Linked DNA regions of Larimichthys crocea: region 1 is linked to region 2. The links are chromatin contacts, called in public Hi-C maps. All regions are on one chromosome and are shown on one strand. Each heading gives the region's core, a stretch centred on a gene start, on an enhancer-like site or on the middle of the called end of the contact. The rest is flanking DNA. Distances are from core to core; before and after follow the strand shown. Region 1 holds the start of LOC104919126 (FYN-binding protein 1). Region 2 holds the start of mysm1 (Myb-like, SWIRM and MPN domains 1).

What was found. Hi-C and Micro-C count contacts between places; a contact is called where the count stands out from the background.
Region 1: a Hi-C map of muscle shows a contact between it and region 2, with 2.8 times the contacts expected there. The contact joins the promoter of LOC104919126 here to the promoter of mysm1 in region 2. A contact is called at or near these places in 2 of 7 Hi-C or Micro-C datasets (both in muscle).

The regions. Positions count from the first base shown.
Region 1 is chrXVII:11,715,420-11,718,119 of L_crocea_2.0, reverse strand. LOC104919126 (FYN-binding protein 1) reads right to left here and starts at 1,304. Exons shown (of 20, transcript XM_027290220.1): 1 at 1,049-1,304; 2 at 1-672. The coding sequence starts at 1,057.
Region 2 is chrXVII:11,485,331-11,488,030 of L_crocea_2.0, reverse strand. mysm1 (Myb-like, SWIRM and MPN domains 1) reads right to left here and starts at 1,415. Exons shown (of 20, transcript XM_019273582.2): 1 at 1,263-1,415; 2 at 992-1,064. The coding sequence starts at 1,318.

The DNA of each region.
Region 1 (2,700 bases), core at 55-2,554, 230 kb before region 2:
GGGGATGTTTGGTAGAGGAGCCTTCGGTGCAGAGACTTCAGGCTCTGGTGGTGAGTCACCAAAGTCAGGAGGCACCGGGATAAGAGGAAGTTGTCCGGGAATCTCTGAGCTGGGGGAGTCCATGATCGGATCAGCCGATACCTCGTATGAATTTCTTTTTGTTGACTTCCTGAATCCCAGGAAGCCCTTCTTCTTCGCTGGTGTGACTTTAGGTGGAGGCGTGGCTGGCACCAGCTCTGCGGTGTTCTCCTTAGGCGCTCCAGGGAGCACCAACGAGAACCTCTTGTCTTTACCGTTCTCTTTCTTCTGCTTCTGATCTGACGAAGCCTCTTCGGGCTTCTCTTTGCTTCCTTTCGTTGCCTTGTCTTTCCCTTTGATCAGCTTCGCTTCACTCTTGTCTTTTCCCTTCGAGGTAGTCTGGATGAGAGGCTTCTTGCTCTCCTTCTTCTCATCCTTGAAGACCACTCGGGGGGCCATCTTCCCATCTAGGGACTGGTTGATGGAGGTGAGCAGGGAGGGGCGTGCTCCTGCGGGGAGGTAGTGAGGCGGGCTCTGGGGAGGAGGGACAACCTTTGGTTTCTCTGGGAGAGCAGGTTTGATCCTGGGTTGCTTCAGGAGGACTTCTTCATCCTGAAACTTGGCCATCAGGGCCTTAAAGTCCAACACGTCCTCCTGGTGAACGAAGCAAACAATGCAGAAAACTAGTACCAGGAAAATACATAAATGACATGTTTACCTGAAGATCACAAAACATGGGTCACCTGTTAAAGATAGTGTGGTGCTAAGCAGAGGAAAATCAACCGTCACAACGCAGTGAAGGTTTAGTTTTGTAAGTTTTGTTGCTGAGCTGGTTTGTAGCCAGAATCAGGAACACACACAGAGGCTTACATGTGACTAATAAATGTTACTCAATTCACTGTCAAGACTGACAGTCAGGAAGACTTACACCTGTTAACACAACATAAAATGTCATAATATGTTGAAATATAACTGCTAAGATATAATAAATGATCAATAAAGACGGATCTGAAGATTTTAACAGACCTACCTGATCCATTGTGTTTTTTTTAATGATCCACCGAAACGACAAAAGCCTTGTTATTCAGGTGAGTGAACTCTGTCTTCAGCCTCTCATTGTGTGTCCGATGAAATCAAACCATGAACTGAATAAACTTCCAACACTTTCATCGACCTGTCCGACAGGAGTGTGCGTCCCGTGCGCGCAGGAGATGGTTCTGAGCGAGGCTGAGTCGTGTCACACTCATCTTTTCAAAAACAGTCCGTCTTGTCAAACGGGTCTGTGCTCCGGTTGAGCATTTAACGCAACTCACTGACTGACTTTTTTTTTTTTTTTATCCCTCAGGAATGTGGCCCGGCTGGCACTGCGCAGGTTAGTCACTGTCATGAAACCTGGAGGTGTTTTTTTCCTCAAACTCTTCAAACTCTCATTTTATTCTCCACCAAGCAGCTTTGAACAGTCAGTGTGTGTGTGTGTATATGTATATCTCTCACATGTCATTAGATACGGGCTCTGTTGTCCGGAGCCTAAAGGTGAATCTTGAAGGTAAACACGCGCAGGAAAGAGGAAACGCAAGAGGTCGGTCCACATTCCAGGTTTGTTACACAGACCTCACAAGTATTTAAACAGGCATTTGTAATATGGCATATGTGGATATAACGCATGCTGCAGGCACACACAGCTTTGAGAGGATATTCTGTCCTCATGCCAGCCTGAGCTTGCACTGACAGGTGTGTCCTGAGTTTAGACCTCAGGCGCATGTTCACTTTGTCATATCTGGTTTATAATCCTTAACTTAACTTATACTTCAGGGTCAAGATGCTTCATGAATCAGAATCAGAAATACTTTAATAATCCCAGGAGGAAATTATTTATTTATTTATTATTTATAAATGTTATACATGGATATATATATATATATATATATATATATTATATATTATATATATAATATATATATGATATATATAAATATAATAATAAATAAAATATAATATTAAATAATATAATTATGTAAAATTATAATAATAAATATTATATTACATTTATTTGTATTATTTATATATATATTATTATATACAATTATCATCATTAGTCATACAGATCATTTATTTTTCGCATCTTATTTTGCGATCCACAGACAGTTTTCATGAAGAAATGTCCCAAAAACTGCTGACAGAGGATTGTGCATATAAAGTAACTGGCACTTATCAGAATGATAATAATAATAATCCCAGGAGGGAAATTATTTAGTATTATTATATAATATTTTAATAAATTATAAATATATACATTTTATAATAACATTATATATATAAAATTAAATAAAATAATATAATAAAAAATAATTATATAATTATATATATAATATTAATATATATGTAAAAATTATAATATTAATATACATTTATATAAATGTACTTTACAGATATATTATTTATATAAATTTATCATCATTAGTCATACAGATCATTTTATTTTTCTGCATCTTATTCAGGACGATCCGCAGACAGTTTTCACAGAAGAAATAGTCCCAATGAAAACTGCTGACAGAGGATTGTGCATTATAAAGTAACTGGCAGCTTTTGGAAAGACACACTGCCGTCAAATGTCGCCTAATTTTTTAAATACTATGCAGCACAAATAAAACTCTATCCACTTACATGACATATGGGTGGAGC
Region 2 (2,700 bases), core at 166-2,665:
GAGTCAACAGAGACACACAAAGTCAGCACAGAGTCAACAGAGACACACAGCGTCAGAACAGAGACACACAGAGTCAACAGAGACACACAGAGTCAACACAGAGACACACAGAGACACACAGAGTCAACAGAGACACACAGAGTCAGCACAGAGACACACAGAGTCAGCACAGAGACACACAGACACAGCACAGTGACACACAGAGTCAACACAGAGACACATAGAGTCAGCACAGAGTCAACAGAGACACACAGCGTCAACACAGAGACACACAGAGTCAACAGAGACACACAGAGACACACAAAGTCAGCACAGAGACACACAGAGTCAGCACAGAGACACACAGAGTCAGCACAGAGACACACAGACACAGCACAGTGACAGAGTCAACAGAGACACAGAGTCAACACAGAGACACACAGAGACACACAGAGTCAACAGAGACACACAGCGTCAACAGAGACACACAAAGTCAGCACAGAGACACACAGAGTCAACAGAGACACAGAGTCAGCACAGAGACACACAAAGTCAGCACAGAGACACACAGAGACACATAGAGACACACAGAGTCAACACAGAGACACACAGAGTCAGCACAGAGACACACAGAGACACACAGAGACGCACAGAGACACACAGAGTCAGCACAGAGACACACAGAGACGCACAGAGACGCACAGAGACACACAGGGACACACAGAGACACACAGAGACACACAGAGACACACAGAGAGACACACAGAGACACACAGAGACAACACAGAGACACACAGGGACACACAGGGACACACAGAGACACACAGACACACAGACACACACAGAGACACACAGAGTCACACAGGGACACACAGGGACACACAGAGACACACAGGGACACACAGAGTCAGCACAGGGACACACAGAGACACACAGAGACACACAGAGACACACAGAGACACACAGACAGGCATGGACAGTGACAGCTGAGTCTGGCTCCATGAAGTCATACCAGTATCCCGGCGCTGCTCTTCCACGCGGACTGGATGAACTGCTCCTGGACTAAACCTCCTGAATCCAGCTCACTGCAACACAGAGACCAGGATGTGTCAGACTAAACCCACCTGGACTGTCCTCGGGAGGTGAACTGGTACCAGTCCATGCTGGTCCGGTCCGTGCTGGACTTAAGCCGGACAAGTGAAGTCCTGCTGCCGCCAGCTCTCCATACACCTGTGCGGGCTGCAGCACACATGACTAAGACACAAAAACAAAACTATTCTCACCTGAGGCTGTTTTCAAACTCGTCTCCTTCGATGTCTACGTCCACCTCGTCCTCCATGTTGTTGGATAAACGTAAACAACGGAAAGAGGAGACGGCGTGCAGCGCCGCTCACAGCGACACCGTGTGGCGGGATGTCCGAACTACGACAACACTGCCTCCCTGTGGCTGTACCCGTCACTGGTTTCTGTTGTGTTAAATTGTACTACAGTTGTATTTTCTGTGTTTACAGTTAAATGTGGGTCCATAAAGTCAAGTCAAGTCAACTTTATTATCAATGCTGCTATATGTACAGGACATACAGAGTACTGAAATTGCGTTTCCCTCTTATCCCGGTGCAAACAGCACTAAATATCAAATATAAATAGAAGTAAAAGATGTTAAAAAGAATAAAATATAATAAAAAAATATAAATATAAAAATATATACAAGCTAAAAGACATCCATGTGGCAATATGGCACAGTATAAACAGAATTATCACTATAAATATAAATATGGCAGTATGGACAGAATTTACAGTATAAACTGTGAGGTCTATCAAAAATGAAATATGTAAACAGTTGGCTGTACACAGTGCAAATTCGGTTTGCAAGTATTGCAAGTTTTTTGGAGTCTGTAGAAGTGGCCGCTGCCATTTGGTTTGTGCATTGTCCAGCAGTGTCCAGAGTTTGTGGGAGCAACGGGCAGAGAAGGAAGACCACCACAGCAAACTTCTCAACTGGACTCGATGATTTCTTCGACATTATATATGTTATAATACAAGATTGAGCATTGAGCTACAATCAGGGTACATTCATGATTTTTGTGCCGTGTTTAGATCCCGCCCTGTGTGGGTTACCCAAAAATTCTACTCAAGTAACAAATTATTTGTTCTTTGTTACTTGACACCTCTGATAATAATAGTAATAATAATATCTATAAACAGACACATAGAAATGTGATGTATATTTAGCTTGTGCAAAGTGTGCATACATACCTAACTGCAATATATATGTACACATATATGGTGACAAAAAGTGTGACCTATTCTTAGTCTTAGTCCTTGTTCTTTTCTGTATATTCAACCATTTCTCACCCCTCCTACTTTATTCTTTTATCTCATTCTCCTGATACTGCTGCCACCGTTTCATGACGTTCTTCTAAACTCTTCTTTTCCCTTCTGATTTTGAATGTTTAAACTTGTTTTAAACATGAATAACATATTAAATTATTAATTGAATTATAAACAGGGTTTCATAAAGGAGTTCTTGATCTGTTTTACTGTCACTACAGATATAGTATTTTACTTCCTATCACGTCTTCCACCCAGTTGAACGTTAATACTGCACATCACTTGACAGTGTATATTCTGCTGTTTTAATGACTCAGTCAAAACGTTTCTGTCCCCCCCAATTCTTTTAAACATCTGATCCAATATTTATTCGGCAGGCTTGGGGAATAA